Regions from separate parts of the Mus musculus genome. Here regions 1, 3 and 4 are each linked to region 2. Evidence: chromatin contacts called from public Hi-C and promoter capture Hi-C data. All regions are on one chromosome and are shown on one strand. Each heading gives the region's core, a stretch centred on a gene start, on an enhancer-like site or on the middle of the called end of the contact. The rest is flanking DNA. Distances are from core to core; before and after follow the strand shown.

Region 1 (5,431 bases), core at 1,590-4,089, 700 kb after region 2:
GATGTTAGCACTCAATGGTGCGACATTACAGCATGTCACTGGCATCTAACTGCTCCACTATACTGTACTCGTAAGAGATGGGAAAAGTACATTGTCACAGTGTTATTACAAAAAGTCATGACCTTACAGACTCCTGAAGCATCTCAGGACCCAGGCTCTATGCTGAACAGTGCTTCTAAATTTGTGCTATTTAAAATTCTTTGCTTATTCCATGGCTATTTCCCAATCTAAGAGCTGGGGGAAGCTAACTGTAAATGGTTGCAAAATGTTCCATTAATGATGCATGTATGGTGCCAGCCTCCCGACACTGCACGCATGTCCAGTCCAGCTTTTTGTCTACAGCGACTATTCAACTGCTCTCAACGCCTCCCTAGGATAAGACGGTTATAAGGGCATTAACTCATTCCTTTGCAACTAGGGCTTTTGAGGTGAATACTAGGGAAGGAAATGAGTTCAAAGTTGATACTCCTAGTTGAGCAATAAGAATAGTTTACTGAGACAATTCTGTCAGTTTAATTTCAGCTCCAATATTCCAGTAAATTACATTGAAATATGGAAAATGATGAGTAAATATGATTAATTTTGTTCTAATAACAATGTGTTGAAATAATTCTAGAGAGAGTAACTGAATGTGTTCAAGTTTATACATGGATTCAGTAAACATACTGGAAAGGAAAATAGTTGACTAACTCATAACCACTATTATAAAAATAATAATTACTAACACCTATTGAAAACTTGCTCTGTGCCCAATGTAAATCTTTTTTTTTAACTTGGCCCAGGAAATGGCACTATTAGTAGGTGTGTCTTGTTGGAGGAAGTATATCACTTTGAGCATGAGCCTTGAGACCCTTCTCCTAACTCTCTGGAAGCCAGTCTTCTCCTATTCGCCTTCAGAACAAGATGTAGAACTCTCAGCTCCTCTAGACCATGCCTGTCTGGGTGCTGCCATGCTTCCTGCCAAGATAATGGACTGAACCTCAGAACCTGTAAGCCAGGACCTATTAAATGTTGTCCTTTGTAAGAGTAGGTTTGAACATGGTGTCTCTTCTCAGTAATGGAAACCCTAACTAAGACACCATCTCACTAACTGGAAAGCCAGCAGATGAACACAGTGAGCAGTACTTTACACGATCAATAGTTTGTGTTTCAGCTTCTTCAGGAAGCTGAGCACAGACCTAGCCTCTACCCCTCTATCTGCTATATCATAGTTCTCAGACCTTCTGAATCAGAATGGACACTGGAAACATGGAAACAGGATTAACAGATGACAAAACAAAGACCCAAGAAGAAAGGTTGGCTACCTTTCCAAAAATAAGTGATTAGTGATGGTGATGCCAAGTTCAGACATAAGAAGGGCATAGGTGCTTACAGTCCCTTCATAGCTGCCTTTGCCAGGAGTCACAACAAGGATTCCCTCAAGTGGGAGGGCTGCTTCCTCTGACATAGATGCCAGACGTGGTGTGTAGGCCTTCTTGACTCCATGGGAGAAAGTAACCCATTCTAGGTACTCATTCTCTGGGTCTTCTGTCTTATATTCTCTTTATTTCTCTCTGACCCTCATAAGTTATTGAGTACCGACCCAATTTCCAACAAGGAAAAAAAAAAGGTATCTCATTTCCTCATTTCCAACCAGACTATGTGGACAGTCTGACTTTCTGACTTTCGGCTGACTTGGGTCCCCACGTGGTTCTCCCGTGGCTCACTAAACACACTTGCTATGCGCCTCTCTTTTTAGGAAGGCTTCTCTACCCCTCCTGTGGTACAATGGCACTCAAAGCTCTTTTCCAGAAAGAATTGGACTAAACCCTGCAACTGTATGTCCAGAGCATTTAACTGCAGCTTGGACTGGTCAGCACGACCCAAGACCCAAGACCGCCCCCACAAAGGAGATAACGTGAGCATTTCACTTGTCTGGCAGATACTTTCAGTCTTCTGTCCAACTCTATGATCGATGGAATTTTGGAAATATCTTCTTAAGCTTTCTACAATCTTGGGCTGATTTCCCTTGTTGGCAAGCCCTAGGTTTTCTAATCACCAGGGTTGATTCTTACAGGTGTTAGGGTTTTTCTTAATAATAATAACAACAACAATATGGTAATGAGACTTGTGGCACCAGCCAATGACTTGTGGATTTAAGTCGGGTCTCAGGTGGTTCTTGGGTTCTGTCAGCCCACACTAATCTTGACATGGTAAATGTTTTCTTTCGTACCCTATTTCCTCCAAATCGTACAAAAAAAACTACAGAAATAAAACGGAAAATTTCCAAATGTAATGAGGTCACTTTAAGAATTAAAAGGACATATTGTTTGTGTGTATGTGTAAAGGTGGATGCGGGGGGGCTGGGCGGAGCGCTTCTTTCTGACCCTTATCTCTGGACTCTTGAGCCCCCAGTAAAGAAAGACCTCAAAGACTCTGAAAGCTAGAAGGAAGCCTGAGATGCCTGGCGCTGAGCAAGCAGGCTTGGTCCCTCGCAGCCTCACCTTGTGAAACTTCCCCACCTTCCAGAAGAGGGAGTGTGGGGTCGGGGGACGGTAAGACAGAGGAGAAGATTTGCGAGTATTGGCTGGAGACAAGGGATGTTTGGATGTAGTAAGTAGGAAACAAGAGATAGGGCACCTGACAGGAGGCTGGGGGTGGGGTTGTGGGTTCGTGCCCGGGAAACCAAAAGGTAAGGGGCGGGGACAGCAGGTGTAGGAGGTTCAAGTCCTGGGTGGGAGGAGCCAGCTGGCGCCGGAATGATTCACCTTTCCCAGCCACTCTGGCTCGCCCCAACTCCGGATCTGGGCGGAGGGGCCGTAGGGCGTGTTTCCCCACCCCTTGCGGACTTCGGAACGGACTCGGGCAGGGTGGCGCCGGAACTTAAGTAGTCTCTACTGGACACCAGCCTGGTGGGTTCGAGTCCTGCAAGAATGCGCGCCCTGCCGACCCTGGACTCGCTTGCTAGAATGCGGCCACCTCTCGGGGACCCCAGGGCAGCGGAGGACACTCTCACCCCGCGGCCAGCGAACAAGAGCGCTGTGGAGAGACTGGCAGCGGACCGCGCCAAGTATGTTCGCAGCACGCTGGGATCTAGCCGGGGTCCTGTATCTGAACACAGGGTCCCTGAGGCCCCAGGGGTGCAGCACCGCAACCCGATCCCTTCGGCTCTTGCCCCAGCTCCTGTAGCACGCAGGGCTATCGCTCGAAAGCCTCTGAGACCTGATTCGTTGGTCATCTATCGGCAGAAATGTGAATTCGTACGAGGGTCAGATGCAGACTGTTCCAGAGTGGGACTGATGAAGAAGTTTTTCCAGGGGTCTGGCAAGGACAAAATGGCAGTGGCCCCTGAGACGACCAGGGTGGCGGATGAGGATAAGACGACGAAGGAAACAGAGGCCACTTGGACTAAGTCGAGCCAGGCAGCAGCCGCCAGACCAGCCTCTATGTTACCACCTCCAACCCCTGTTGTAGCCGTGAAGTCCCCAGCTGAGAAGACCAGGGTGGCGAATGAAGATAAGACGACGAAGGAAACAGAGGCCACTTGGACTAAGTCGAGCCAGGCAGCAGCCGCCAGACCAGCCTCTATGTTACCACCTCCAACCCCTGTTGTAGCCGTGAAGTCCCCAGCTGAGAAGACCAGGGTGGCGAATGAAGATAAGACGACGAAGGAAACAGAGGCCACTTGGACTAAGTCGAGCCAGGCAGCAGCCACCAGACCAGCCTCTATGTTACCACCTCCAACCCCTGTAGTAGCTGTGAAGTCCCCAGCCTTGCCTTTTGAAGTGGCTCCCAGGGTTCCTGTCGGATGCTCCGGTGTGCAGCTGCGGGTGTCGCGTAGCAAAGGATTGCAGCGCTCTCAGTCAGATCTCAGCTCCCGCTACTCGATAGCCAAGGCTGAGTCCGACACCTTCTTCAAGTATTGTGGCCTGGACCCTGACGTAGTGGAGGCTCTCGGGAGGGAGAACTTTTCTGCTGGATCCGACTGTGTTACACTCAAAGTGCGTAGCGTGAGCATGGCTGCTTCTGATAGTAGCTTTTCCAGGCACAGCGAGGACGGGTTGCAAGAAGAGGAACTCCTGGAGCAGGTGCCTAGCACCACCTCGGTAGTAGAAAGGAACGCCCGTATCATAAAGTGGCTGTTTACCTGCAAGAAGGCCAAAGAAACCCCCAGCCAGAAATTACAGGGACCTGCCTGATTGACATCTGATCCAGGTGAGTGCCAGGAAGCTGGAAGGTGGGGTTTGTGTTTATGCGTGCTGCTGGCTAAGCTGGGTGCTGGCCAATCGCAGCTCATGGTTAATGTATAGCTCCTACGGAATGAAGGCACCCATGTGCCCTCCTAGTGTTGAATCTGAGTGCCCGGAAAGGTCATTAAGTTAACTCTCTCCCTGCCGCCTTATTGTAGTTAAAATGGAAGAAACCTGAAGTACAAAAATACTTCCTGGCTGCAGTTTTACACTGCGGCCATTTCCCGTTTTGAAAGTAGGTAGCTTCTGAGCTTTAGGCCGCTACGCACCTGGACTGTCTCCTGCTGGGTCTTCCTGATGTCCTCAGGACATCCTTGGCCCCTGGTACGCCCTGATGTCTCACTTTCAGCAGTAAGAAACACTCCAGGCGCTCTCCTTCCTCAGGCTTTGAAGTGTTGAGACCTTAATATTTCTTTAGTATGAAAATAGCTGCATTTGAATTGTTTTGACTGAAGGCTCTGATCTAGACTGCATTCCAGTGTAAACTGCTGTGACTGTGTTTGTTTGTTTGTTTGTTTGTTTGTTTTTCCACTGGCGATAGTACACAGTATAAGCACCTGGTCCAGGATTTAACCATAGACTCCTCTATCCTCAGCCTGTAATAAAGAGGGAAGGCTGCCCACCCTCCCTCCTTCTAATTTGTTATGAATGTTCCTTTGGAGTAAAAAAGAGGAGACACTTTTATATGAGTATCCTTAAGAACAAAGCATTTAAACATTTCAATGGCTTTTTTTCCCCATTCTGCCTTTGAGAGCAAGTTACTATGAAAAAGTTTTTAAAAATCATTACGTTTTCTGGCATTGAGATAAATACTAACAGAAGAGACCTCACTAGAATGTGAATCTCAGGGGACAGCCCCCCAAGATGCATAGACTCAGCAACCTGTGTTTAAGAACAACAGAAATCCTTAAAGTACTGTTTAGTGGCCCTTTATACAGATGTAAAAATAGTAAGGAGGGGTGAGTTAACTTTTCTTAAATTCAGGTTCTTTCTTATAATGTATTGAAGATTTGCATGTTACGTTAGTACACATCCCCAGGGAATGTGTACAGATGATAATAATAAAGAGGACAACAAAAACCAAAAACCTATATCAATTTGTATTTGCACAAAATTGTCCTTGAATCTGAGATATGTGCATGATGGCAAGGGTGTGTCATGGTGTCACTGTGGGCATTGTGGCATAGAGAGAGGGAACCAGC
Region 2 (5,363 bases), core at 186-2,685:
TAACAAGACTTGTTGCAAGAACATTCCCAAAATGCACTGTGGGAGGACATTCTATTCAAGTCCTGAGAGATATACACCAGAGAGCCAGTGGCACTTGCTTTCTTCTATTTCCAGGTAATCTAAGTGGATTTCCTAAGGTATGAGTCCCATCTGCTGTACTTGGGTAACTACTCACATTACAAAGTATTAAAAAATAATTAAAACAAACAAAAAACCCAAATCCCACCACATTCCACCCAAAATGTGGACGATGTTGAGGGACTCTGTAGGATGGTTCAGTTTGCAAAGCAGATACACTGGTCTTGACACATTAAACATACCACTGTGCACTAGCTATTTCTGAAGCCTTGTGACTGGACAGTTAGCAGCCACTCCAGCCTACAGTCTTAGAAACCTTTGTTACCCTAAAAGGACCTTATTCTCCTGTAGTGCTGAAGGCTTGGGCTCTTGAGCAAAGTTAAAAAGGAGGCGTGACTGCACCCCAGGACACACGCACACAGCTTCCTAAGGCCATGATAAACAGCTGCTGGCTTGCACCCTCTCCAGAACACTTGGCTGAGCTGTGTGGGTGGCAACTTGAAGGTTTCCAAGAACTTTCCGTTTTTGTTTAAATCAACATTTCAGGGTTTTGTCAATCAATAGTTTCGTTTCTTTTAAAAATAGGGGGGTGGGTGGGTAGGACCTAGAATAGACTTTTAAAAACATGTTGCAAAGTTGGCCCATCAGCATTCTCTTGGTTTCTGGGCGATACTGAGCTGGTGGCCCAAGCGATAGACAGAGGCAGTTGGCACCACACCTCATCAAGGGGACAACAAGAAGCCCTGCATAGTGCCTGAGTGGCTGCCAGAGCCCTGCCTACGACCAGAGAGACCACTCCTTGGAAGAAATACTGGACAGAGCCCAAACCCCATGGTCTGGAAGCCTTAGTTACCACGCTGTAAAGGAAAGCACCTGTGCCCCATGACCCAGATGTTAAAGATAAGAAAATAAAAACCTGCACGCTGTAACTGTGAGGCAAGGAAGACAAGATTGCGGTGCCCAGGGGCTAGTGTTATCCACTATGCCCAGGGCCCAGAGCCAACCCCCGCCCACAAGAGCCACCCGGAAAGGGGGATACAAGGACTCAAGAAAGGAGGAGGCGCTGGGAGAGGAGGGTAGGCAGGGAGACTGAAGGGACTCAGAGGTTGAGGAAGAGGGCCTCCAGGGGACCCCACTCACCCGCGCGGGCACCAGTAGGTGACTAGGACGCCCGCGGGGGGCGGCCAGGGACTGCGATCCCTCGGCGCTCATCGCCGCCCACGCGGCTAGGCGTGCGCTTCGGGCTCCGGAGCTCCTAAGTCCAGCGCCAGCACGGCGCCCGCGCCCCTCTGTGGACGGGCTGGGGCGGACAGAGCCAGCAGCCACTGCGCTAGCAAGCAGGGCAGGCACGGAACCCCGCCCACCTCCCAGCAGCCCGGCCCCTACTACTCTGCTCACCGCCCACCAAGCCCCGCCCATTACCATCAAGCCACGCCTCATGCCCGGTAACCCCGCCCATCAGCTCTGCCCTTCCACCTCCTGTCAGTGAGGGGTGAACTGGTTTGTGAGCTGGTTGCCACCTCCTTGCTGAGACCATCACTTCCCCCACCTCGGTCAGCAAAGTAGAAAGCTGAAACAAGCTCAGATGCGCGCATCCCTTAGGGTTGGAAGGCTAACCGGGCACCTGGGTCATGGGGGACCAGGAAGCTATTACCAGTGGATTCTGGTGATACCTTCACTGTAGCCACTTCTGCTGGCAAAGCTTCTTAGATTCTGAGTGTAGTGGTACTTTGTCCTGACAACAGCCTTGGGTCCTTTTGGTGTCTCCGGACTTCCACACAGTAGCCTAGACTGGCTACCCTAAGGACCCACTTTCTGGGAAAAATGAGAGCATATGAACATACTAAGTCCTTCAGCCTCAGTGGTCTCCATTCCTGTATGTCTGTCTTTTCCTCTCTTGGCATCTGCTTAGGCTCCAGTTCCCATCTGAGGGCAGCTTGGGATCTGTACCCCTAATTTCACTCTGCCTCCCACAAAGGGCTCCAGCTTAGTCACCAGTCCCAGTTAAGAACGTCTCTTATTTGACCAAATTTGTAACAAAAGAAATGTCATAAAAGTGATATTGGGTTTTATAGATTCATATCATACTAGTATAAATGTAAATAAAAATTAGTCTGGGCTAAAAGTCTATGCCTGTCTGCACCCTCACCCAAGGGTTGCCAATACTTAACTAAAAAGCAAACATATTTTCCTCCCTCTTCAGGTCTTATACCTCAGCCCCATCACTCACAGGCATGTATGTGCCAGTGGACAGCACCCCGCGATGCTTATCTTTACTGCTGCACTATTAGGAAAGACTGGCAGTCTAATGTGGGGTTTTCATGGCCCACAATGGACAAACAAACCATGCACAGCTAAAACCTGAGCAGCCCTGGGCTTGTGACCCAGCAGTACAGGAGCAAAGCTTTCCACATTCCCAAGTCTTATTTAGCACCTGCCTACAATTCTGCGGCTTTGGTTCATGGACAAAGAGGGTTATGACCATCTTTTTATGCTTTCCCAGTATAAAAAGCGAGCCTTAGATGACTGGATAAAAAAATGTTTAGCAATTTTTGTTTGTAGAAAAACCTAGCATAAGAATGAGGTCATGCAACTCATTTGAGGTTGCGTCTTGCAAAGTAGATGGGTTCAATCTCTGAGAAATCAGAGCTCTAAAGATAGACTTCTTACAAAGGGAAGACTCATCCCATAGTCTGAAGGAGAGACAAGCATGTAGTTATTCATCATGTTAGAGTTGGTAGACTGCATATTAGTTCAAATTTTGCAAGTAGAAAACGACTTGGGCATCCTTTGCTGAAACCTAAGCTAATCATTAATTTGGTGAATTCTGTGTCTTTCTTGGTGCTCATTGGAGCCCTGTCTGTACTCATTCTGTTTCTTGATTCAGGATAGGTGACGTGCACCGGGGCTGCCTTGGGAAACTATACAGTTCAGGCTTGAATTGTAATTTCTCAGATTTTGTGCATCAAGAGCTAGGGTTGCTCGTAAGAGTTCTGCTACTTCATTTCCAAAACAGTGGGGATCCAGTTCACAAAAGTTAACAGTAAAACACTGACCATCCAAAAAAAAAAAATCTGAGCAGGCCTATGTGGTGTGAATTTCCTACAGTTTGACTCAGAAGTTTCCATGGTGCAAGTAGAGTTGTTTCCGGAATGTTCCCCAAAGTGAGTCACTGTCTCCTTAACTATTACCTCCAGTTAGCAGAAACACTGTAAATGTCTCACACAGCCATGGTGACAGGAAAGCCACGGCACTGAGAACCGGGTGAAGCTGGTGCATTGCACCTACAGTCGGGAAGAAGGAAGAGATGAATACTCGGTGCTCAAGTAAATTGCTCCCTTTTATTCAGTCCACGACTCCACGGCGTGCACTGATGCAAGCCGCATTCAGAGCGGGTCTTCCCACCTCACTTAAATCAATATGGAAACTCCCTCACTAACATGCTCAGATGTCAGAATGCAGTCCAGGAATGGAGTCTCCTGTGAGGAGAAGTCTGGGTGCTTGTGGGAGCACCACAAAGAAAATAAGACAAGAGACTGGCAACCTCAGTTTCTTCAAAACAAGGAATTGTTCCTGGGATGTGTTTCTGTGCTTCTGGGTGTAGTAGATAGCAGTGAGTCTCTGCAGATGACTTATTACGTCTTGCTGCTCTAACTCAATTAAATATTGATGCCTCTATGGGAAAACATGGGTTTTTTGCCACATGACCTTTGTCCCTGTGACTGGATACAGCTTGAATTCATGAGAATGTTACCCACATGACTTTTCTTTCCTCTCAGAGTGTAAATTGTCTGGGGCTCTGTATAAAGTTGGCTATTGAGACCTTAGTCCACCTCATTTATTGGCTTTATTCTCCCAGATCTCACAGCCTCTGGAGCAGTGACACCCACAGTTTGTCTTCCAGAGGTGGTTCTGCTTTCTTCCAAGCAGATAGTCAGTATTAACCACACGATATGCTCACCCCATTTCTCTGAAGCAAGGAGAGGAGGCTGTCAGTGGTCTTGGTCCTATTGTCTGCATCAGAGGGACACAGCAAATGTCTAAAAGACTAACCATGAGGCCTGCCTACTAATAGCTAAAAGTACCTTCTGTAATGCCACCCCAGGGACCCTGTCTTTGACACATGGGCCTAAGGGGGATACTCAAAACCAAACTGTAGTCCCATCCCTCCGTTGGAAGCTTATGCTTCCATATCAGATTTTTTTTTTGCTAATATAGCAAAGACTGATTCAAATTATACAGATGTTTCTAATAATGTCCATTCTCTTTTGCTTTCTTTGGCTCCAGATCTAGCTCTGGGTCATGTGTTACTATGCCAGGAATTGCTTCAGTCTTGATATTTTGGGTTTGATTGAACTCTTTCCCTCATTTGGTTTATTAATATATACTTTTAGGGCTATCACAATACATTAGACTAGAAAGCATGATGCTACATCTGCCTCAACTCTCATTGTATTAACTAAATCACGTGGTTAAGTTAATGACTTCAGACTTATCCACTGTAAAATTAAATAATACATATTGTAAATACTAAGTACATTTTAGACCATAAACATGAATTGGGTTCTCCATTTCTGAAATGTGATTCCTCAAGGATGAGTAGCCGTCTCACCTAGGATCTGTGGTTCAGGAGCTGAGAGTTACTGGCCATGAAGGTCTTCTGGGCTCAGGTGGCCCTGGAATTATGTTCGGGTCACAATCCCTCTCCTCCAGTTACCTTCAAGGGATGCATGTAGATAGCATCTGGTCTCCCTCAGAACAAGCAACAAGGTATGATCTCCAACTACTGTGTGGCCTAGCTTCAGCAAGCGCCCACAGTACTGCCAGGAAGGGAGACTGTAATCTACTCATGGGCACTGTTCAGTCTTTGTGTGAAGAAACAGGGACAGCACCAGCAGGAGAGCATCCCAATGGGACTGCAATGTCACATATGTGATAGTGGGTAGTTGGGATGGCCACTGGTGTGATCCTTGCCCATGTCCATCATTGAGAGTGGCCAGATAATAATTTTATAGTGTCATTGTGTGTATGTGTAGGTGTGTAGGGGAATGTGCACTACACTTGGATTCATGATCATTTCAAAAGTACTTTGGCTTTTTGCTCATCAATTGTATTATTTCCTTCCACATTGTACAGGCTTACTATCTGGAGTTCTTTCTGATTATTGGGAAGGATATTCAGCATATTAATGTTGTCCTTCCTATTTTCATAAGCTGTCTATTTTTGCTATAGCTTTTTTCAAGCTTAGTTTTTTAAAAAAACTTTATTAAATATTAATTTTACTT
Region 3 (5,321 bases), core at 2,574-5,073, 550 kb after region 2:
GAGCATCCCAGAGTTTTAATTGTGACAGCCAGACATTTCCAAAATTTCTGATGAGAAAAGCCAGCTGTATCAAATATTATGTCTACTAAAAGCAATTATAAAGTATATCTTTTGTTAATCCTCAAAATCAAAATTTTTATTGACACTGAAATAATTATGGGGAGAAGATACTTAACGAGGAGAGAAAGCCAGCCAGCTTTTGCCTAGGACTCCATGATCCCATGTTTTCATAATTCGTGAGAGTTTTAGTGTTTAGTGTTAGCTATCTGCAAGATTTCACAGCTTGAGGACACAGACCTGAGATATCAGTGAGAACCAGAAGCCATTCCCTTTGGTGGAGTTTGACTTTAAATGCGTAATTGTGTGAGAGAAAAGTGAAGCTGAAATATATTCTGAAACTAGATTCTTTTCCCCCACTACAGTATGTTTTTTACTCTTTCAGTGAATAACCCGATACCTTCTAATCTGAAATCAGAAGCAAAGAAGGCTGCCAAAATATTAAGAGAATTCACAGAAATAACTTCTAGAAATGGACCTGATAAGATCATTCCTGGTAGGTATATTTCTACATGTTTGTTTTCTGTGCTGCTTTCTGTATGGCTTAGTGTTTCTTAATGGGTGCCCTATGGAGACGTGTAAGCACTTAGACTACCCTAGTCTCACACCTAGGAGGGGGAGCACTTGGCGGGCAGCCCTCCAGCCAATCAGCAGAGGACCTCAGAGGGGCAGCACTTGACAGGCAGCCCTCCAGCCAATCAGCAGGGTACCTCAGAGGGGCAGCACGTGGCAGGCAGTCCTCCAGCCAATCAGCAGAGGACCTCAGAGGGGCAGGCAGTCCTCCAGCCAATCAGCAGGAGACCTTAGAGGGGCAGCACTTGGCAGGCAGTTCTCCAGCCAATCAGCAGAGTACACACTTTCACTTTGCTTTCCTCCACATAGAAGTACCAGCCTAACACCTTGAGTCCCTGCTCCATTTAGCTTTCTAAACTCTTTTCTTCTTAAATCAATTTTCAGGGAATTTGCAAACAGATTTTTCAAAACTTTCTAGCTAATCTCTCAGATAAATTTTTATGATGTAAGCTTTCTCAAGCACTTCATGGTATTTTTTAAAGAAAAAAAGAGGAAATTGTATTTACAAGTAACATATTTCATGTAAGCAAAAGGCACCAAAGAGAGCACGCTGCAGCGAAGGTGGGAAGCAGCTCTGTTGCTACCACCTGGTGCTAAAGGCTGAGGTGGAGAGGCACTCGGGAGGCAGAGGCAGGCGGATTTCTGAGTTCAAGGCCAGCCTGGTCTACAAAGTGAGTTCCAGGACAACTAGGGCCATACAGAGAAACCCTGTCTCAAAAAAAAAAAAAAAAAAAAAAAAAAAAAGGCCGGGCGTGGTGGCGCACGCCTTTGATCCCAGCACTTGGGAGGCAGAGGCAGGCAGATTTCTGAGTTCGAGGCCAGCCTGGTCTACAGAGTGAGTTCCAGGACAGCCAGGACTACACAGAGAAACCCTGTCTCGAAAAGCCAAAAGAAAGAAAGAAAGAGAGAGAGAGAGAGAGAGAGAGAGAGAGAGAGAGAAAGAAAGAAAGAAAGAAAGAAAGAAAGAAAGAAAGAAAGAAAGAAAGAAAGAAAGAAGAAAGAAAGGGAAAGGAAAGGAAAGGAAAGGAAAGGAAAGGAAAGGAAAGGAAAGAAAAGAGAAAAGAAAGCCTGCCCACGCATGGTCTGTGTTACAAATGAGGAGACGGTTGCGGATTATTTAGGAATCACTAGTGTTTTATTGGCATGTGAAGAATGCTCACTTTCAAAAACATGCTGTTATGGGTAATGTCTTCAAATTGAGGCATTAGTAACATTAGAAGCATTGATACCAGAATGGCATGTATAGGACATGGTACCAACATGTGGCACTAAAATAAATAAATAATAAAGTAATAAATATGCTTGATTGTATATGTTATAATTTTCAATCTATTACAACATATGTGCAGCAACTTAAAACACAAAGTAAGGTGTTTGACTAGAGAGCTGACTCAGCAGCTAAGAACACTGACTGCTTTTACAGAGGACCTAGGTTCGTGCTCAGGAGCCACATGGCCCCTTACCCCCATCTAACTCCAGTGTTAGGGGTGCCAGCACTCTTCTGACCTCTTCAGATATGTGATCCACATGCATAACATGCATGCACTCACACATATACATAAAATAAAAATAAAAGCAAACCTTCAAAGGAGAGGTGTCCTCAATTTCTGGTGCACAGGAAGGTACCCTTGTCCTCTACCTCCCACACAGGAAGGTTCCGAAAGTTATGTGTGTCCTGTCCTTGCTATGCTCTGGGGACATGATTTACAATGGTTTACAGGACTCTTTTATCATTGTAGAATTAGAAATTTCACACTGTGTAGAGGAATTTATAAACCTTTTGTGTATATGTGTGGGGTTTTTTGGTTGGTTGGTTTGGTTTGGTTTGGTTTGGTTTGGTTTGGTTTGGTTTGGTTTGGATACAGGGCTCCACTAACCCAGGTTAGCTTGGAATTCACTATGTATACCAGGCTAGCCTGGAACTCTCAAATATCCTCTTGCTTCTACCTTCTAAGTACTAGAATTAAAGGTGTGTACTACCACGCCTGGGCTTAAACTGCCTTCCAGTGATGTCTTTGAAAGGCTGAAACATAAGTGTGAAAAATAAGCTATTATGTAAGCAAATTCACATTGTGGTGAGGTTGTTCCTTTAGTGGGCACATTCACTTAAAATCTCATTTTATGTCATGAACTCTGAAATATGAATACGTTAGTTTTATACATAAATGAGAATTTCAGTATAAAATGGTAGTTCAAACAGATTATGAGTTTTAAAATAACCTTTGAAATAGCAAATCACTGAATTTTCATAGTAATAAGTAAAGAATTCAGCTATGTATCTTTGAAATCAAAGCTCTGTCACAAGCTGTCTTTTAGTCATTGCTATTTTGTTTGTTTGCAGCCCACGTGATTGCAAAAGCTAAAGGTCTTGCAGTTTTGTCTGTGATTAAAGCCGGGTTTCTGGTCACAGCCAGGGGAGGCAGTGGGATTGTCCTGGCGCGTCTTCCGGATGGAAGTAAGTTGATACTTGAAGAGACCTAACATCTTCTGTGTTCTGCATCTGTCTGGTCTCATAGGGAGTATGACCAGTGTGAATGCCACCTGTGCTTCTTCTAAAGCATGCAGTATGTGTCAGGAAGAGCAGGGAAGCTGGCCTTAGATTATTGCTAGGTCATTACTCAAGGCGTATCTGACTGTTCCATTACATTTTGTAGGCCTTCCATTAGAACGCTTTCTTGAATACTACACACATTTATTAAATAGGAGTTCTTACTTCTCAGTTCCATGGAAAAGCACATTTCCTCTGTGCATGAATGCCATCTTGGTTTCTCTGTAAGACATAGGAAGGCCTCCTGCCTCCTGCCAGCAGTCATGTTGAAAGCATTGTTACATTTTTTTTGGACTAAAAACTGTAATTTGATCTTTATGAGACAAATTCAAAATGCATTTGCTATCTTTGCTATGAACCTTGAGAGCCTTATACTAGTATTTAAAAACATAGTCACATGTCAGAACCAACTAAAGTGCCTTTTCAGTTTGACCTGTGTTGTTGTTCATGTAAGGAGACACCTTGCACTGTCAATAACTAATTTATCATTTATACCTTCAGGTCATAAGTACGGGTGTTGATAAACACGTCCTTTATCCCTTTATTTGGATTCGTCGTTTCCTGCAGGTGTCCCCAGAGCCAGCAGGGTTATCTTCCCACAGTTAGGGTCTGCTTTTCATAGTTCAGGGTTGCCTTTGGTACTGGAGTACAGCATAACTCCAGTGCTGTACCCAGTCACTTTCCTTCTATAGGCCCTTTAATAAAAACTCTCACCATGTAATCCTTTCAGTTCAGCTCAATCAATTCAGTTAAAATCCTAAATCTTTAAAGTTAGAAAATACGAAGCTCTTTCTATGAACTGTTACCCAGATGCTCAAGGGCAGAGGTCTCAGCAGTGACAGCAAACGCAGTGGCGGGCTGGACCCTCCCGGAGGTTCTACAGATCCATGCTATCCACAACAGACACTTGCTGCTTAAACCTAAGGGGCTGTCTCTACCAACCTTTCTATTCCTGCTCTCCACCACACTGCATCTCCCTATTGTTTTCAAAGGCTGAGTTTCCTTCCCCCATCTTCCAGAAAAAAACAGCTACCCACCTGCTGAAACTAACAGAAAGGCTGCCCAAAAAAGGGCAAGGCGAGTTTCTGATCCCAGAGAACAGGCCAGTAAGGTAGGCATTGCCAGGCACAGGACTGAAAAGCAGCTTCAGGATTACTAGGCACTAATTCTGTAATCCAATCTCTTCCAAGACCAGCAGGTTAGTTCCAGAAGTATCCTTCAATAATACTTCTCTAGGGTGAGTCCCCAGCAAAGGGAGGTCAGCATAGAAGCATCGTTTAGAGATAAACACTCTCAACACCAAGCTAAAAGGAGTTTTTCTTCATTTGTTTCTATCCAGAAAAAATAAGTGCATATCAGTTTTTAAACTCCAAATAGAAATATTGTGCTTAGATTACAAATATAAAGGAAACTTCTTTTGCACAAGAGGTGCCAAAACAATATATGACAGCAACAGTTTAGAGTTATATTACCAGTCCCTGCCCCCAGGAGTCATTGAAACACTCTTGAATCTTGATCTCTTATGTCTGACACCATTGTGACCTTACGTGGGCAGTTAAGCTTTAAAAAATATTGATAGTTAAAATTCTTACTGTTGTATTATGTTAAGTGGATAATTCGATCATAGTTTAGGCATATGTGAGCCATTAGGGAAAGCGTGCGTTACATGAGTTTGTAAGTGTGACATTCTTGGTGAATACTTAGTATCTTTTTAAAAACATTTAATTTTGACATGATTTTAAAGTATAAGATTCAAGAGTCTTTTAAAAAATAAGTATTCCTTTACTTAATATTTATATGACACATTTTATATATTCAAATGTTCTTGTTTTTTGTCAGAATGGTCTGCACCTTCAGCCATTGGGATAGCTGGGCTTGGTGGAGGATTTGAAATAGGAATAGAGGTAAGTGGGCTGTCTACACCGTTGTCACAATCCCTAAAGGTAGCCCAGGCTCAGCATGGTGGGGTGGAGGCTCCAGAATGACCTTATTTTGCTTCTTACAGAAGAAATCAGATTGTTTCCCTCCCCTCCCCTCCCCTCTCCCCTCCCCTCTCCTCCCCTCTCCCCTCCCCTCTCCTCCCCTCTCCCCTCCCCTCTCCTCCCCTCTCCCCCATTCCCTTCCCCTCTTCCCTCCCCTCCTC
Region 4 (5,495 bases), core at 1,595-4,094, 890 kb after region 2:
CCTCTGCTGTCACTGTCATTATTAACAATAACGGAGTTCCAAGTTTGTTTCCCTGCTAATCACACCAGGACACATGAAAGTCCCCGGCTTTCTAGGTAAGGGGTGAACCACGGCACCAATACTCCAAATGACAGTTAACTCATCTTGTTGTCTGAGGGTGGGTGGAAGGATGAGCTCGGTTGTGCATCAATTTTACGTGCCTGTTCATAAGCAAAGTGGAGCCACTTGGTGGCCTGTTAGAAAGTTCTGAGTCAGATAAAGGATACAGATGTGGACAGAGAGGAGGACAAGGGCAGTTGGTGGAGCCCCTGGATGTGGATGACCGTGTGTGAATGGAGGCAAATAGAGAAGATATGACCTTGGGGAACACTGGTGTTTACCGGATCAGAGATGGCAAAGAGAAATAGAAAAGGTCAAATCCTGGGAGAAGCATCCGAATTGTGTCCTGGGCGCCCGGACGGAGGAGTCTCAAAGAGGGAGGGTGTGGTCATTTGAAGCATATGTCCCTACAGGGACAAAGAGGACCATGGCGTGGGTGTGTGAGTGTGTGTGTGTGTGTGTGTGTGTGTACACTGCACTGCACTGCACTGCATTCAGCTGAACAAGCTAAGAGCCATGGTAGAGATGGAAGCAGGCAGGATTGTGGTGGGGCAGAGGTGGAGCTGTGAGGAAGCAGAAACCCTAAGGACAAGAGCCTGGGCTACAGAGAGGAAGGAATGGAAGACAGGGGCTGCACGGTGCTCCAGGGCTCCTTTCACGGCTAGTTAAGATGAAAGAGATCCAGCAGCTTTTTATATGAGCATGTTGCTCTTAGCAGAGAAGAGGAGGCAAGTCTGAGGTGGGCTCAGTGAGCTCCAGATTCAACGAGACACTGTCTCAATAAATAAGGAGGATAACGGAGAAAGATACCAGATGTCAACCGATGGCCCCCACGCACATGCGTCACACGCAAGCGCAAAAACCCTTATTTAGTTTTTGTTTTTAGTAGTGTTGGTTCCTGTGAGCGAGGTGGTCAGGAAAGCAGCCAGTCTCTTGAGAGTGTTGAAGGTGGCTGACCCTTTATAAAGAGAGAGTTCACTGACCAGGGGCAGGGGGCCAGCAGGACTTGTCTGCTACTGTAGCAAAAGCCAGTCTCAGAAAAGAGGAGTTGTGGGCTGGAGAGATGGCATTGTGGTTAAGAGCACTGACTGCCCTTCCAGAGGTCATGAGTTCAATTCCCAACAACCACATGGTGGCTCACAACCATCTGTAATGGGATCCAATGCCCTCTTCTGGTGTGCCTGAAGATAGCAACAATGCACTCATATACATAAAATAAATAAATCTTTAAAAAAAAAAAACCACCAAAGTGTTAAAGAAAGGAAGGAAGGAAGGAAGGAAGAAAAGAGGAGTTGAATGTCACCTGCAACTTGGGTAGATGTAAACCAATATAAAACTTTAGTTCATGGCCCTAAAGGTTGAGCAAGGAGCATAGGTTGGCATTATATTATTAGACACCCATTGCAGAATGAAACCCTTTCGACTGTAGGGTACTCTCAATCCCTGCAGGCTGTGCAGCCAGCCGTTGGGAATCCCAAGCATCTGCGGGGCCAAATACTGGAGAAACTGCATCGGGGCAAGGGCTGATTTGGAGAATAATTAACACAGGTTTCTAAACTCCAAGAACAGCGAACTCTATGGTCTAATGATTATAAACTTCCCTAGGCCCAATTTCGTTTCAGCTGAGTTAAAAACTGACCAATCAGCCGCTTAATCCCTTCTCCTTGTGATGGCTGGAAAGCAATCACACCTGACTAGTCTAACAGCTGACTTAAGCTCCCTCATTCCAGGGTCAGACTAAGGAACACTTAAGGCAGACAAGTTGGGCTCTTACAAAGGTTTGGGGTCTGTGGTCCCCAAGCTCTTTTTCCTTTCTAAGGTTTCCCCAGTGACAGAGACCTTCTGTTTACCCCCACTTAACCTTGAAGCGCTATGAGAGGCTTCCTTAGAGCACCCCCCCATTTCCCCTCCCTGCGTGCTTAAGGTGGTTGCAGGATTCTGTTTGTAGTGTGGAGAAGGGTGTCTCATCAAAAATCTCCAACTTCCTGGCTGTGTCAACCCTTCCACCGTGAAGTGGGAAAAGGAATTCAAGAAATTACCCGGGATCAGGTAACACAGGTTATTTTGTGTATATTTTAACAGAAGAGAATTCAGAGCTATAACCCCCTGGGTACCAGAGATTATAGGTACGTCCCGAATAAATTCGTGCGCAAAGAATGTGCAGCCACTGGTGTCCTTCCTATGAAATAGGAAGACACCACACATGTAGCACCCACCCACGCAAAGCTCTAGCTCTTTGATCCTGAGTCGTGGTGTAAGGATGCTTATAGGAGCTCAAGTTCCTAAGAGCCAGACAGGTTGACCCTTTTTCTAAGGGCTTAACCTAGCTCACCTCCCTCTAGCGCTAGTTGCCAGAGTTCCTAGCCTTGGGCACATTTCGTGACTCACTTCTTATAAACGTAAATGTATAAGTCCGCGGTAGGTCCTACCGGCCCCCTTTGCCGGCCGATCTACACACCTACCTCCGGGACCAGCCCCGACGCATCCCTCCCCAGCTTGCTCCACTTGGGAAGCGCGCCCAGAAACGGACCCGCCAGCCCACGCTGGGAACTCAAGTACCAATGCCCTACAGCTTCAGCAGACGCTGCCTTAAAACAAAAGAGGCGCCTGGGGAGGTGGGACCTGGACCTCAACCCCCACCCCTAGCCAACTTGCTGTCCTCCGCCCCCTCCGCCCCCGCTCTCCATGTGCGCATGAGCAGAGACGCCTCCCTCGGTTCCTCCCTAGGCGAAACTTTCTAATTCCCTTCTTTGGGCCGGTGGGCTGCCAGGAGCGGGTTGAGCGCTCGCCCAGCCGGGTGAGGAGAACAAAGTAGTTAAGCGACTTGACCCCCTTCCTGGGCCCAGCCCCCGCTTCCGTGGGAGCGGCAGGAAATGGAAGGGCCCCTCTCCTCTCTCCCAACATTTGCCTTTTCTCCCCGCTACCTCTCCAGAAAGGAAGACCCGAAGAAAAGACAGGCAGCTTGCCTGCTGCGTCCTCCTTCCCGTGCCGCGTCCCCTCGTCTGCGAGGACTGGACATGGGGCTGCTCCAGGTGTTCGCCTTTGGTGTCCTAGGTAACTCAGTAAGGGTTGGGGGGAGGGGTGTGCTCCGGCATTAGGGAAGAAAACCCCCAAACCGGTTTGCCCCCGCTTTGAAGGCAGTTTTGGGGGATCGGGGGAGAGAGAGTGGTTGGAAATGACGCCGTGAGATCGCCACCGCTCTCGCTTCGGTGGTGGCCAGGGACCGCGCACGCGGAGCTCCGCGGACCCGCATCCACTGGGTTCTGCGCACAGAGCTCGCGCTCCTGCAGGTTTCCGAGGTGATCGCTCCAGGGCTTTGCACCTTTTACCAGTTAAACGCTGTTTCCCCACTGCGGAAGGCAGGCTCCCTGCTGTGGCTGGGCAGACTGCGGAGGGTCCTGGAAAAACCAATTACGCACAAAAGTGTCGGGGCCCAGAGCAGGCTTCGACTTGGGAACAGATTGGAGCCATGTGGCTTTAATTAACCATCCTTGTTTGTCTCGGGGTGGCACCATGAACAGTTGGGCCGGGTGCTTTGCTGGAATGGCGAAGCGTTGAAGCCACTACAGAGACACACCAGTCGTCTCTAGCTCAGGGCTTCTGTGGCAAACGCGGTGCCTCACCCGGCGCAATCGCCGGTGACCCTGGCGCGTGCACGCGGACATATTTTTGTGCCCCCCCCCCGCCCCCAGACTAACCACACTCACACCGAGGATGCGCGCACTGCCATGTGCACGCGGGTTTTCATTAGCGGGTGTGCAGCGCTTGGCAGGGTCAACCTCACTGCGCCCTGGTCCAGGCACTTCGAAGTGACCGGATCACTCTGTCCACCTTTCATAGAGGGGTAGATCAGAGTAGACAAAAAAGTCAGTTGTATTTTCTGGGTGCTGCGCTCAGCTGACTGCTAGTCAAACCTAATGACGATTCTGAGTCTTTTTTTTTTCTTTCATCCTTCTGTCTTTTCCTTGTCCCAGCTTTCCAGGCCTTTTCTGCGCCTATCTCTCCACCGTGTTTTTTCTATGTAGTCTCCTTTCTTTTTAATCCTCTCTGTCTGCCCCTCCTGCTGTTTTCTTTTGCCCTGGCTTGTCGGTTGCTTTTTTTTTTTTTCTTTCTTCCTAACCTTGTTGCTTTTCTTTTCTGTAGCCCTATGGGGCACCCGAGTGTGCGCTCAGGAACCGGAGTTCAGCTATGGCTGCGCAGAAGGCAGCTGCTACCCTGCCACTGGCGACCTTCTCATCGGCCGAGCGCAAAAGCTCTCCGTGACTTCGACATGTGGACTGCACAAACCAGAGCCCTACTGTATTGTTAGCCACCTGCAGGTAAGACACGAGTCTAGAGAATGCATTGTGGGCTGCATCCTCCTCCTGGCCGATCAAAGGGGCTTGCCCAGGAGACTCCACATCCTGCTGTCAATCCAGATAGGAAGTACAACCAGCAGAGGAGCCCCGGGATGAAGCCAGTAGCTCAGTCCCAATCTCCATTTGCACAGTCGCACCCGCCAAACATTTCCTGCCACCTAACACCACCATCAGTAGGAGAAGCCCGGGGCTGCAGATGAGCTTAGCCTCTGTCCTGTGCCCTGTACGGTCCCCTGTATTTTATTCTGTTGTTATTTATACTGTTTGATCAAACCCTTTTGAAATTGTGTATTGTAGATGGTTCAGTTCTCTTCTTGCATTGTTGGTGTTGGGTTTCCATCTTTGGCTTGAGTATAAGGACGCCCCAAGCGCTGAAGTCTTTTCGAGGTGATTCAGTCAGGATCAGACATACTTCCTTACTGAAAAATGCCCTGGTTGTCATGGCATCATCATAGTGGAAGACGGAAATGAAATTAATGAGGGGCATATGCTTCTAAAAGTGGTCTCAGGTTTTAGATTTCATTGGCCATGTTTAGATAAGAGCTAATGTGAGTTTTATCTCCACCACCGTCCTCCCACCACCCCTACCTCACTCTCCGGGGAAAAATAAAAAGAGGCTGGAAATGGAATGGGGCCTCTGACAGTAACAGGTGTTAGTCTGTGGGTGACCTGGGCTTTGCACATGTAATATAATGGCGTCACAACATGGCCAAGTGGATTCCACTCCTTTGCTTCCAGGTTTATCCAGAGCTGTCTAGACTGCTTCCTCCTGATTAGAGGGAGGCTATAATTAAACTTTTTTTTTTTTTGTAGTTCTGGTAATTGTTCTTCAGAACAAGTTTCCTTGACTACAAGTTAATGAAGGCAATTCATGTTACCTTTTCTAATGTTAGCATTTTCATTTCTCCTAAAATGTCTTGCTAACATTTACTTCAGAGGTCAGAGTGCTCTCTGTCCGTGAGTCACCAGATCCTGAAATCAGCTTCGTCCACAGTGAAAACTTCACTTAAAAGCAAGGAGCGCCAGACTCCCCTGTTT

The links. Promoter capture Hi-C pulls out the DNA fragments that hold promoters and counts their contacts. Hi-C and Micro-C count contacts between places; a contact is called where the count stands out from the background.
Region 1: a contact with region 2 is called in a promoter capture Hi-C map of hippocampal neurons, with 3 times the contacts expected there. The contact joins the promoter of Fam110c here to the promoter of Sntg2 in region 2. A contact is called at or near these places in 2 of 39 promoter capture datasets (hippocampal neurons and liver).
Region 3: a contact with region 2 is called in a Hi-C map of rod photoreceptor, with 10 times the contacts expected there. The contact joins the enhancer-like site here to the promoter of Sntg2 in region 2. A contact is called at or near these places in 1 of 39 promoter capture datasets (hippocampal neurons), 3 of 484 Hi-C or Micro-C datasets (LSK cells and rod photoreceptor), 1 of 115 datasets of contacts at active chromatin or transcription factors (astrocytes) and 1 of 9 other capture datasets (adipose tissue).
Region 4: a contact with region 2 is called in a promoter capture Hi-C map of hippocampal neurons, with 4 times the contacts expected there. The contact joins the promoter of Lamb1 here to the promoter of Sntg2 in region 2.

Annotation. Positions count from the first base shown.
Region 1 is chr12:31,071,129-31,076,559 of GRCm38.p6, forward strand. It overlaps Fam110c (family with sequence similarity 110, member C), which reads left to right and starts at 2,840. Exons shown (of 2, transcript NM_027828.2): 1 at 2,840-4,194. The coding sequence starts at 2,913. The coding sequence ends at 4,178.
Region 2 is chr12:30,371,940-30,377,302 of GRCm38.p6, forward strand. It overlaps Sntg2 (syntrophin, gamma 2), which reads right to left and starts at 1,436. Exons shown (of 17, transcript NM_172951.3): 1 at 1,219-1,436. The coding sequence starts at 1,290.
Region 3 is chr12:30,921,793-30,927,113 of GRCm38.p6, forward strand. Sh3yl1 (Sh3 domain YSC-like 1) reads left to right here. Exons shown (of 10, transcript NM_013709.5): 2 at 443-553; 3 at 2,972-3,085; 4 at 5,018-5,082. Among named protein-coding and RNA genes, the nearest start is that of Sh3yl1, 13 kb to the left of the region's middle. Within about 2 kb of position 3,824, at least 2 of the 459 cell types and tissues checked have an H3K27ac peak or open chromatin away from gene starts, as enhancers often do. A contact at or near this core is called in rod photoreceptor, where this site is marked.
Region 4 is chr12:31,262,449-31,267,943 of GRCm38.p6, forward strand. It overlaps Lamb1 (laminin B1), which reads left to right and starts at 2,845. Exons shown (of 33, transcript NM_008482.3): 1 at 2,845-3,153; 2 at 4,243-4,418. The coding sequence starts at 3,117. It overlaps Gm32899 (a long non-coding RNA gene), which reads right to left and starts at 2,644. Exons shown (of 2, transcript XR_381427.4): 1 at 2,562-2,644.